Linked DNA regions of Scleropages formosus: region 1 is linked to region 2. The links are chromatin contacts, called in public Hi-C maps. All regions are on one chromosome and are shown on one strand. The core of a region is the stretch at or near the end of the contact, and the rest is flanking DNA. Distances in the headings are between cores, read along the strand shown.

Region 1 (6,540 bases), core at 2,695-5,194, 190 kb after region 2:
GCTGCACTTTTCTTTTGCTTTTCCATCTGCAAGTAAGGAAATAATTTTACTTTCACGGCCTTGTACTCATGTTCTGAGTTTATAAGAGATCTGTTTCACTCTTACTGGTCCATAAATTACATTGCACAAAGGGCAAAACCTTATAAGACAACTGGAAGAACACAGTATTTTGGAACACTGCAGACCTTAAATGGGCTTTAAAACCTTTTTGGACAAATCATACTTACATTTACATTTATTCATTTAGCTGGCACTTTCCTCAAGTTTTAAACTATTAATTACCCATGTATACAGCTGGGTGATTAATAGTTTAATTTTACTGAAGCAATTTTTAGGGTACGTCCCTTGCCAAAGGGTCCATGGATGAGTAACTCATTGTAAGTAGTGTATCTAGCAGTGTAAGTCACCTTGGTGAATAAGGTGTGTGGTCTGACACTACACAGAGTTCACTGGAAGTCGCTCTGGAGAAAAGAGTCTGCTAAATGAATCAATGTAGGTATTACAGCAAGAGGTGGGGTGGGATTCGAACCTGCGACCTTCAGGTCCAAAGACGACAGCATTTTTTTTTTTTTTTTGGGAAAGCCAGGGCTGGGGAAATCCATCATAGAGACCTGAAGAAACTTACATACAGGTACTGTCAGACTCTTACCGACTAAAACCCCAGCCCAATTGGACAATATTTCGACTGTTTAAAGCGCAGTCGGCACGCGAAAAGTAGGATAAGCCCCTCCTCATTCCAGTGATTACCCCCCAAGGGTTTAGGTGATCACCATCATTAGTCTTCACTATGTTTTCTGTATCCTTCCATCCAACATCCAGTCCTAGTCGTTCTTCAATTGAAAGCGTCCACCACCACAACGCTTCCCTCCAAGGCTTTGACTCTGAGAAAATACACATTCTCCTTCGTTAGCCCAACCTGTCTATTTAGGTCGAGGCTCTTCTTGCTAAGTGCGCCTCTCCAGTCGAAGATTAGTGCTCCTACATGGACCTCCAGTTCGCAGTTTTTGTCACCAGCAACCTCTCTTGCTTCTTCTATGACCTGTGTTCTTTCCTATTTCGTTCTTTTCTCATTATAGGCCTTGTTCAGGGTGTCACCTAAGTTGGCATCTGCTGTAATAGTATCTATAATAAACAACTGCTTGTTATTATGACATATAAGATCAGGGATTCTGATACCATCACTAGTTTTTAAATGCGGTTCCAGGTTGACCTGGTATCCCCTTGCAGTAATGAGCTTCATAAGCATTTTGTTGATATTGTTGCATCTAAGGACATATTTATCATGCACTCTGTTGCATGACTGCATGATATGACTAAGACTCTCTGTTGCGTTGCATCCCTCACTGCATTTTGATGCTTGTCCTCAGCCCCGTATACTTCTTTTTTTGGTGTTTAGCTTTGATATAATTATGGCCTGATAACAATATCATCCCATTTCCAACCCAGAAACTGGCCTGTGGGCATTGGTTTATGTTCTTGAGACCCATGTCATCCTGACTGGTGTGAAGCTGTTCTCCCCAGTAACTCCTACAGGATGCCTTGTTGCTTACTGTCATCCCACCTTGCTCCATCAATTTTAAGTCCTTTTGTAACCTGGTGGTGAATTTGTATGTATTGGTGATGTTTATGTATCTTTTTCCAGGATCCTCTTCAGGTTCTGCATCCTGTTGTGTCTAATGTATGGAACTTGCGTTTGCAGGTCAGGCACACCCAGTCCTCCATCCATTATATTACTATAGAAAAATCCTTTTGGGGTATCGCGAGGTAGCCTCAGTGCCGCTCTTATAAAACCTCTAATGATGCTGTTAGAATTTGTTCAATATCTTTGCAGTAACTCTTCCAAGGACCAGTTAATACTGGACTCTATATAATATGAAAGTTCTTAACAGGAACATTCGCCGTTACGGTTTTAACGGGGCTTTCTTCAGGTTATTCAGCATATTATCTAGGGCCTCATGATCTGAGAGGTGTCTACCTTGGGCACTAAAATATATCCCGAGGTATTTATAGGTGCTAACAATGTCTACAGATAGCACCTGTTCCTGCCATATGTATGCTACAGCCTCTGGACTGCAGTAAGAAGTTTTATTTCTTGGATCACCAATGACCCGTAGTATGGCACATTTCTTGGCATTGGGTGTCAAGCATTCTAGCAAGGTATTAAGTTGGTTCTGAAGTCCAATCTCTGTGCCGACTACGAGCACCATATCGTCTGCGAAGGCCAAAGCTTTATATTTGAAGTCTTTTAGCTTATAACCACTATTAAGGCGATGGACTTTCTCGATAGCTTCAACCAGCACGCAGTTAAACAATAGAGGGCTTAACAGATCTCCTTGTTTAACTCCGTTTGCTATCTGGATCTTCTGTCCAAGTAGCTTGGTTGTTCCAGACAAGTAGTATTGTTTCAGGTATCCGCAGATATATTCTGGCACCCCTGCAGCTATGGCACCTCTGATTATGGAGTCATGGGCTACAGAGTGAAATGCTTTACGCAGGTCGATGAAACAAATCGCTAAATCCTGGTGATTCTTCTTGGCGTCATCTATGAAGGAATTACGGATCATGATATTAGCACTGCATCCGTCTATACTGGGAAAACCATTTTGTACCATATTTGGTCGTATGTATGTTGACATATGCCTCGCTAGAATTTTATGCTATAACCTCCTCAGCTCATTCCCCACAGAAATTGGTCTAAATTCTGTTGCATCCCTAGGTGTAGATGTTTTTGGGATCAGGGTTGTCCTGCTAGATCTAAAATATTCGGGAACTGCTCCCGACACTAGGATTCCATAAACAGGAGGCACAGGATGTAAGTGTTGATGGCTTTGATAGATCCATTAAGTAATCCATCCAGGCCCAGAGCCTTGTTGTAACACAAGCTCTTAACTATCGCTCCTACTTCTTCTACAGTATTAGGGTTAAGCATATCGTAATATGTTGTTCCTGATTTCACCAGAGGCCTCGGGTCATTGATTTTATTTTCCTCTAGTACCCCTCTCCAATATACGAGTTTGTCTTCGTCCGAACCTTTAACCTGTACGTTACCGCTACCTGCTCTGCAGTTAGCCTGCTTTGAGCTTTTTGTGTAATGTACAGAAAAAAAGAGAGTGATTACTTTTCCCTTTCGCTCAAAACAGCCCGACTCTGAGGGCAGAGCGAACGGCAGCATCAGGACGAGTCGGGGGAAGTGAGGCTGTGGGCAGAGCAGCTCATACATACGTTACATACATATTACATACCTATTATTACTGTAATTACATACATACCTCCTGCTCCACGACTAGGGCAAACTCGGCCTGTGTGGAGATGCCCAGCGGTTCCCTCGTCACCTCCTCCCGCTTCTCCATTCGTGCTCTAAACTCCCCGGGCCGAGAGCTTAGAGCAGTGAAACAAACAAACAAACAAACAAATTAAAGACAGACATGAGGGCTCCTCTGCTGAACAGCAGTTGCCGCTGCAGGCTCAGGGAAGGACTGTTAGCATCATCATGAGCTGGAAGTTGGCGAAGCGCACCGCTACACGCAACATCACGTGACTTCTGCGAGCACAGGGACGGCGAGGTACGGTCAGTTCGCGTGTCGGGGCGCTATGCAGTTCATTCGTCTCATATACAGCATCATTGATCAAAATAGCTACGCGTTCTCCCAGCATGCACTGCGGGCCCTTCGGCACGGGGTACTACCTGCGCAGCTCCCTGATCTTGTCTGCGTACTTCCCGTAGAACGGGTTCTCCTCCAGCTGCGGCTCCCGCTCCTTCTTCATCGAAAAGGCCCGCAACCGAAGCGGCACCGCGCCGGGAATCAGCGGCCTCCCGCCCACTGTCCGCACCGCCAGCATCCCGCGGTACAGACAAGCCATCTGAACCAGGGCCGCCGCCATCTTGTTCTCATCGCCGTCCCTCATGAATGGAGCCTCGGCTCCGCGGACGGAAACAGCAATAATGGAATAATCGTTCCGCCGCAGACCAAGGCGATGGTTCCGTTCGTTCAGTTGGCGGGCGATTTTCTCCAATGTTCCACACTGTGACGCGACCCGTAGCGGTATTTGGCCATTTGTACAGCTGGGTGTCTTTGCTGTAAATATTTCCGTTTTGTTACAGTGACAGGAAGGTTGTGAAACTAGAGTAAAATAATGACACTTTTGTACATTTTGTGCATCTAGAATTATCTTACACTACTTAATGTTTCCAAAGAAGAAGTCAGTTCATCCTCACAAAATGTGCTCTGCACCAATGCATTTTTGATTCCTAATGAAGAGAAACACGTACAAATTAATAGTAAATATTACCCCCGTAACAGAGAAGCAGATTTGACGGACAAATCTTGCTTCTTTTTTGCTCGATTGAAATGGAAACAGTCCCTCATCTCTCTTTTTTGGTCTGCATTCCAAATATTTATGTTATGGTAGCTTTGTTTTTCTCTTTTTTTACTCGGCTCGTTAATATTATTGTCTCTATGGCTCTTTTTTATGCTAGTGAATCTGCTAATAAAAATGTGGATAGCGCAATTCGTCTTGTCTGTTTATTAAGTAAATTTCATATTCATAAAGAAACGGGCATTAATTAAATTTTGCCCTAACTAAATTAGGTAAGAATTATAATAATCAAGAATTTGCTGTTCCAAACTGATTTACAGTTTCTTCTTTCCTCTCTTCATAAACATCTTCTAATAAGAAAACCATAACAACGTCGCAAGGCATTAAACTGTTTTTGGGGCAAATTGTAAATATCCCAATATTCATGTATTTGCTAATCTTGCGCTTTGTTTTTTTTTTAATTTTCTTTCTATTTTCTTTATTCATGTTCTTTCTATTCCCCCCCCTCCCTTGTCGGTTGTTATTATGCTAGTCTTGTATTTTTAATTGTATTTTATATTAACATTTCATTTAGCAGACGTTTTTCTCCAAAGCGACGTACATCTCGTAGAAAATACTATTTGTACATTACATTACGAGATAGAAACATAGATGCAGACATGTGATCCTTCAGTACAGTTTCAGTTTGTTTCCTTCACCATGCACCGACGTTCATCACGATCACACAAATGCATGATATATATTTGTAATATTTTCATTTTTTCAGAACCGCTTGTCCCATACGGGGTCACGGGGGACCGGAGCCTACCCGGTAACACAGGGCGTAAGGCCAGAGGGGGAGGGGACACACCCAGGACGGGACGCCAGTCCATCGCAAGGCACCCCAAGCGGGACTTGAACCCCAGACCCACTAGAGAGCAGGACTGTGGTCCAACCCACTGCGCCACCACGCCCCCCTGATTATATTTGTAATATTTGTTCTCAAATAAAACTGGGAAGAAACATTGTTTCTCATGGAAAAATATCCCCGCACCACAAATTTCAATAAGTACCAAAGAGAGAAAAACATTCTGTGCATATCCGTGATGTAACACATATGTATGATAAAGACACAATTTGCGAGAGTAATTCTTCATGATTTAAAGTTTCATTGTTAATAGTTACTTATTTTTATTCTTTTTTTACGGCCTTCTTTAAGAAACCAGGTTCGAATCCTCGCTCCCGCTGTAGCACCTTTCAGCAAAGCATTTTCACCATGAATTTACTCTAGTCCAAATTACCATATGTAAATAACTAAGTGGCTTTGGAGAAAAGCAAGAATGAATAAAGCGGTACAACCATGTCCAAGAATTCGGTTTACGAGAACTGTAGTTTAGGACCCATTTAATACCCCTACTTCAATTTACAAAAACTTTTGTCCGTATTTATGGAGACCGAATTGGGATTTTGCAGCACTTCCCGCGGCCGACGAACACGAGACGAGCGCCACCTTGTGGTCTTGCTCGCACTTACAGTTTAGCTCGTGTGCGCTGATTTCGTTCTGCGCCTCCGTTCGCTGTTGGGTGCGAATTTCAGCGGTTGCAGTCTCGCTCAACTTGGTCCCCTTAGGACTGTCCAAACACGGCCACTTTTTTTGGTGGCTTTTGATGATATTGTAGAAAAATGGGTGTTAATTTTGTGGCCCAGGCTGTAGTTCACTTGTCATCTGTATTTGCCTTCATGGATGGTTGTGACGGGCTGTGATTTTCTATACGGTAGTAATGTATGTGCAGTGTGTAGTTGGTTTTTGTTATGTAAGAAGTGTGACATAATGGAAAAAAAATTATGCAGCAACTTGTGAGATGTAAATGTTTGTGCTGAATAATTCTGTGCTTAGAATTGAAGAATAATGGATAAACCTTTATGCAGCTTCTCCTTTGGTGTATGCTGGCTCATATGGTGGAATGTGACAAATTAACTATATTTTAGAATCACGTGTCTGCATCCAAATCTCTCCTTCTTTTGATGTAATGGACTGTCTTTTTCTCTGAGATGTAAGTTGCTTTGGAGAAAAGAATCTGTTAAAGGAAGAAATGTAAATGTTTATAAATGGAGGGACAAAAACCTTCTGGCTTTGTGACACCAACTGTCTATCTGTTCTAAAACACCTCATACAAATGTATGACACATTTGGTCTTAGTAAAAATGCCAAAGTATTTAATATATTATAACTTTATCTTAGAC
Region 2 (6,859 bases), core at 1,896-4,395:
AGAAGGACAGAGAGGTCAAGGTAGAGAAGAGACACGAGAGCCAGTTATTTCTCACGCTCATATTTTACTAGAGTCAGTTATAAGTTCAAGGCAGAAGCGCACCTTGGGTAGATTACTTACTTCTTGTTTTAGGAGCACCTGGGTTTCGGGGGTTGGGAATTCTATCAGCAACTGGTACGCACCGTATGTATAAGTCTCACACACACACACACACACACACACACACACACACACATTTTCAGAACCGCTTGTCCCATACGGGGTCGCGGGGAACCGGAGCCTACAAGGCAACACAGGGCTTAAGGCCGGAGGGGGAGGGGACACACCCAGGACGGGACACCAGTCCGTCGCAAGGCACCCCAAGCGGGACTCAAACCCCAGACCCACCGGAGAGCAGGACTCGGCCAAACCCGCTGCACCTCCGCACTCCCCAACACATTTTCACATATTATTTCACATAACACAAATTATTTCTTAACTGACAATTTCCTCTTTCCATCTACTCCATTGTGTTCATTCAATGACATTTTTATTTAACACCATGCTCCTGTCATGTGTCCAGATTATATTAGATGAACCCTCTGTTGTTATAGGACCTTGTTCGATGTATAGGTATTTACTTTTTCTATATACTTTTTCTTGGATACCAATTCTTCAGATGCTGTCTCTAAGGCCATGTTTTAAGAAACACTAAAATCTTATTTAAGAAACCAGATGATCTCATACTCTACCCATAAAAAGAAATGTGTAAGGGAAAGTTTGAAGGAACTTGAACTAATTTATAAACCTTACTAATAGTATGGTACTGTACCCTGTTTCAAATTATTTGTCTGCTGGAGGCTGAAAACAAACTTTGATTTGCTCTGCACCCATGATGTTGAAACACACACACACATTTCCAGAACTGCTCATCCCATAGGGGGTTGCAGGAAACCGGAGCCTACCTGGTAACACAGGGCGTAAGGCCAGAGGGGGAGAGGACACACCCAGGACGGGACACCAGTCCATCACAAGGCACCCCAAGCGGGACTCGAACCCCAGACCCACCGAAGAGTGGGACTGCAGTCTAACCCACCGCGCCACTGCATCCTCTCCATGTTGGAACACTGTTATTGAAAATATGTTCTACCCATTATGAACAAGGGGACCAAGCCAATAAACATTTAGCCCATCCCCTGTGCACCTTTTAGCCCACACACCACAACTAATTTCAAGGCTTTATGTCAAGGCCAGTTCCAGCAAAACTACACCAAGTTATACACCCCAAAATCCATTATTGATCATGTATCACAAGACACATTCTCATACTTGTTTAAGGTCCTCTCTCTATCAAGTTTCAAGTTTACTGTCATAGGTACAAGTACTGTCTACAAGTATCATGAAATTCTTCTTGAATGTTTCTCCCCAGGTCAGGCGGTGTGGTGGCGCAGTGGGTTGGACCACATTCCTGCTCTCTGGTGGGTCTGGGGTTCAAGTCCTGTTTGGGGTGCCTTGTGATAGATTGGTGTCCTGTCCTGGGTGTGTCCCCTCTGGCCTTATGTCCTGTGTTGCTGGGTAGGCTCCTGTGACCCTGTATGGGACAAGCGGTTCTGAAAGTGTGTGTGTTTCTTCACAGACTTTGGACAAGACAGAGACAATACAAATACTGAACAAACAAATCACTCAGAGAATGTCAAAATAAGGTTTGATGAGCCTCTCTCATGTCTGAAGTATTCAGACTGTAAAGCCCTTTAGTAGAGTTGGGTTTTATAAGATCTTCTCAGTTCAGGTGTCTTAAATTTAATGTGTACTGAATTAGTGTGTGTGTGTACTGAATTAGTTAGTGAATGTAAGACACTTCCTCCCACTCTTCATTATGCCTTCATATCTCTCCTATTGAAAAAACACAAAGACCCTTCAGACTCTAGGTCTTTCCACCCAATGTGTCTCCTTAACTGTGATGTCAAAGTCTTAGCTCAAATATTCACAAAAATTTGAAAGCTGATCTTCCTTCAGTTATTGTAGTATATCAAACCAGCTTCACTGGAACACCTGTTTTTTTAATATTTGATGGCTGGTTAATATCTTACGCACAGGTGTTATGTATAACACCCAAAATCGTTATATCCTTGAATACAGTAAAAGTTTTCAATTGAACAGAATGTATTTATATGTTCTATTCCCTGGAGAGGAGTTTTGGATCTCACTTTATTCATGCATTAAATGTCTGTATAGTTTTCCTGTAGCCTCTGTCTGAAATAATTTTCAATGAATAATTTCAATTTAAAAAAATTATTTCAAAAATCAGTGACACACAAAGTGTAAATTTAAAAATGATTATTTTACTGCACAACTAAATACTATTAATTATATTTAATGATTTTACAAGCCATGTCACATATACATTTAGACCTTATTTTACAAACAACCACATTACGTGTTTTTGAATAAACAACATTTTTCAGTTTTATTTCATTTTTCCTCACGGTTGAATTTTCTATTTCTCCACCGCGGAGCGAAAATGCCTTGAATTTCCACTAATCGCCATTGGATGGCAGCAAAACGCACTCAGAAGAGAAACTCAAATGACACTGGAGGGAGGGTGAGCGAGTAGGAGCGTGTTTTTTTTCTCTTTTATTTTGATGTGAACTTAATTTGAATGTTTCTTCATGTAAATAAAAGAAATAAATAAAAGAAAATAAACTGGCATCCCATCCATAGTGTACCCTGTTTCACTTCTTATGTTTCTAGTATAGCTAACCATAGACCGCGTCATACAACAAAATGATGTCTTGTAGAGAATTTAAAATTCATTAGTGTTATCTGTTCTAGTTTTGTTTTTTTTTTTTTTTTTTGAAAACAGAACCTGTGAAAGCAGAGATACAAGCAGACTTGGAGGGGTGTCTTCTCACATCAGGACACATCAGATAATCCCTAAAAAATTCAACACCGGGACATCTTGCAAAGACATGGTGCAACATCCATAGAGGAGGTTTGCATGCAGCTGTCCTGTCTGGAGCTCCAGTCCGAAGTGAGGCTCATGGATGAGTGTAAACGGAACAGAATCAGTGCTGTACAGCTACAGGCCACACACAGTAAAGGCAGACGATTCCAGTTCTAAAGTGACTGTTTATTAAACTCACGATACTTTATGCACTCACATTATTGTCTGGGCTGGTTTTCTTCCGGTGCACTCCCCAAAACGGGCACCTGCTGCAACAGTATATAATTCCCGTTCGTCGTTACACACAACACAGTATTTGCAGTTTGTATGTCGGTTGCGCTCCTGATGACGTGTTCATCGCAAACTGAAAGTGATCGCGTTCAGTTTCGTTTCTCAGTCCACAAAAGCCTGTGTGTCCCCTGGGAGAACACATTGATTGAACACTGAACGCTGGACCCACCCGTGGAATTGCAGCCCCTCCTGGTGTCCCGGTAAACACGTACGATAATACTTAAGTTTGTACCTACCGTGCTAATTTTATCACTTTTTTCATCGTCACATAACCTTCACATCGACATTGTAGGCTTATTATAATATAAGGGCTGTGACAAATTTAACGACCAAAAAAGTTTACTGCTCGCTTCGCTTGTTTCCGGAAATCAGTCACTCTCACGTAATGAAAATGTTAATTGTTGTTTATAATAAGGGACTCAAACTGTGTACTCGGACAGAGACCGTTTGCTGGTTTGCGTTCTTGCAGCTTTTAAATTCCCTTTTTTTTTTTTTTTTTACATCATGAGCTGTTGGAAACATTAAATGCGTTACAATGTCTTCACACACACAGGAGACGGAAAAAAGATGGAAAAAAAAATGTCATGTATTAATAAAGGCTTCACATTTGGACAAGCTCTCCAAGTGAAGGCAGAATCCCTGTCTGGGGCCGGTTTGTCTGCGAACTCTGCAACGCCGTTGCCAGCGGTATTAAATTCCAGCAAAAGCAGTGGAGATGCGGAAGACAGTTGTAAACAGCTGAAGACGTGTAAGGCAGTTTTTAAATCTTTTATTTTTTTTTGTTACACTTACAGTTCACTGAGTGATCACAGAAACTGGACCACCTGTGTCTTTCTTTCTTCTTTCTGCAAATTGGACTTTGTTGAAGTTTCCCCTCTACAAGGAAAAAACAGTTGTTCTTATAAAACCAGGTGTGTCGAACAGTGTTGTTTAGTAAGTTTTTCACGACACTTTTTTCTCCAAAGCAACTTGCAGTTTTAGGTACTTATAATGATTTACCCATTCACAGCTGGGTAATTTTAGTGAAGTAATTCAGTTAGTACCTGGCTCAAGGCTACTAGACCTAGAAGGGGGATTTGAACTTGCAACCACCTCCAAAGGCTCTAACCACTATTCTATCTTGCTCTCCCCACATGTGCATGCTTAAGCTGCACTTAACTACATTTTGAGTGTAAATGGGAAACAGACTTCTGTACTAGCTTTCTCTGTTCAACTTTCTGTGTCCCACCTGGTGCATAGAAAATTCATGTTAAATTTACTGTGGGATGGACGATGGTACATTTAAACTGTACCTCTTACATGAGGTACAACATTGCAGTCCAAGATCAATGTAATAACTTTCGTCTCGTCATTTATTTTTTTTCATTTTAACACAAATTACTGAATACAGTATATGAAATGCTTAATAAAATCAAGTGAAGTACTAACAGTGGAGCAAGAAAGGCAAGCATCATGTTGAGAGTAAGGTACAGTCGCAAGATGTCATGTGAAGAGGCAGGTTTTCAAGAGGTGCCAGAAGGTAAGGAGAGTGGGGAGCACGAGATCATTTGCACAGCTCCATATCCAGGATTAAGGATGAGGAAAAACCCTGTACATCTGGCGAAAGGAGCCACGGGGAATCAACAGTCCAAGATTTTGTGGTGGAAATTATGGAGAGATGAGGTATGAGGAGCAGATCCAGGTAGTGAGCTGAGGGTATATTGCCACTTGACATGGCTTAGCACTACCTTGTCCTTTTGCGTTCTGTCCTGATTATACAGAGATGACAGTTCGTAACGTGTAATAATACAAAACTTTATAATGAATGGTAATTGCTGTTTGGTTATTGCTTGTTGTTTTTAATACATGCAGTTTCTATTTTAGATTTCTTCAATTTGCTCAAGTCTCCCTGGAGAGCGGTGGACTGGTCAAAGCAGTGAGTAGACAGATGCCTTCAATATCCTAAATAATAAAGAGGGATGTGACATCACTCAGAGGCTAGTGCTGTCACACAGCTACTGGGTTCTTAGTATGAGTGTGAATAAATGTGTGTGTCTATATGATTACCATATACACACACACACAGTGGCTGAAGCCACTTGTCCCAAGTGGGGTTGCAGCGAGCCGGAGCCTAACCCGGCAACACAGGGCGTAAGGCTGGACCGGGAGAGGACAGACCCAGGACGGGATGCCAGTCTGTCACAAGGCACCCAAAGCGGGACTTGTACCCTAGACCCACCAGAGAGCAGGACCTGGCCAAGCCCTCTGTACCACTGTGCCCCCTTCATTACCATACAATAAAATAAATATCTGTCCAAAGTGACCTCATATGTTCCAAAAAATGGCTTTGGATTGGATCTTAAGTTGTTAAGGGCAAAGGCTCTTTATGATGCTAGCTGGACAACAGTTAGCCTTTTTTAGTTATTGACAGTTGAAATATGTGCACATTTTTTATCCTTAATGCAGTTGTATGTCTTCTGTGTGTAGTGGCATACTTATTATTTATGGTAAAATAAGTTTTACTGGCATAAAACCTCCATGTTACTGATTGTGTTTCTTTAAAATACTCTTTAAACTGTCAAAGGCCTCATGTAAAATATCACATTTCTTCCAAAGGCACAGAGATGCATTGATGAAATCAGTTTCCATGTACAAGCCCAGCAATAATTCTGTCTTTGAGGCTCGAGTTCTTCTTCTGGGTCCAGCTGGAGCTGGCAAGTCCAGCTTCATTAGTTCTGTTCAGTCCATCTTTTCTGGCAGGGTGACAAATCGTGCCATGGTTGGATCATCATCCACAAGCTTCACGAAAAAGGTACGGCAGCAGAGCAAATGGAGATTGCAGCGTGGTGGCTCAGCAACCAGCGTTGCTGCCTCATAGTGACTGGGTGATGCAAGAGGATGTGAGTTCAATCCTCACTCAGTGTGTGGAGTTTGCATGTTCTCCCCATGTCTGTGTGGGTTTCCTCCCATAGTCCAAAGACATGGTGTTCAGGTAGACTGGTGACTGTAAGTCACCCGTAGTGTTTGAGTGATAGAGAGTGTTTCACTCATGTATGAATGAGTGACCCATTGTAAGTAGTGTATCTAGCAATGCAAGTCACCTCGGGTGAGTAAGGTGTGGGATGGTTCATTGGAAGTCACCTTGGAGAAAAGCATCTACCAAATGAAGTAATATAAAATGTGTGTGCTTACTTTTCAGCATCATTTTACATTTGTTTCTCTATGTGAAATTAACAAGGTGTGTTTATATAGGAAACAAACTATTAATTAGCTATACAAAGGATGATAATTTATGGAACAATTATTCCACCATGTGCCGATAAGCTGTTCTGCCTTTTGTGCTGTTGTTCATATCTACTGTGTGCAAAATTAATATTTTTTTTTTTTTTGCTCACATCCTTATTTTGGTGAACATGTATGCTCAAAGTCTGGTCCAACAATAAGCATATCTATTTTCAACTTTGTGGACACTACCTCTGTCCCTCTTTGTTCTTTTACTCCCCAGCTGCAGTCTTTCAACATTCGGTGGTATGAAGAGAATGAATGTAGGCCCAGTGCCCTTGTTCTGTGTGATGTTATGGGTATTGAGGAAGGGGCCATGACAGGCCTTACTCTCCATGACACTCTCGCCATTATCAAGGGGCACGTACCGGAGGGGCACAAGGT

Evidence for each region. A called contact is a pair of places that touch in the nucleus more often than the background predicts.
Region 1: a contact with region 2 is called in a Hi-C map of muscle, with 7 times the contacts expected there. The contact joins the promoter of atpaf1 here to the promoter of ifi44g in region 2. A contact is called at or near these places in 2 of 2 Hi-C or Micro-C datasets (both in muscle).

The regions. Positions count from the first base shown.
Region 1 is chr9:8,196,490-8,203,029 of fSclFor1.1, forward strand. atpaf1 (ATP synthase mitochondrial F1 complex assembly factor 1) reads right to left here and starts at 3,945. Exons shown (of 9, transcript XM_018726697.2): 1 at 3,686-3,945; 2 at 3,270-3,378; 3 at 1-26. The coding sequence starts at 3,906.
Region 2 is chr9:8,008,278-8,015,136 of fSclFor1.1, forward strand. ifi44g (interferon induced protein 44g) reads left to right here and starts at 3,146. Exons shown (of 8, transcript XM_018726737.2): 1 at 3,146-3,414; 2 at 3,768-3,962; 3 at 5,078-5,129; 4 at 5,810-6,005; 5 at 6,699-6,857. The coding sequence starts at 3,782.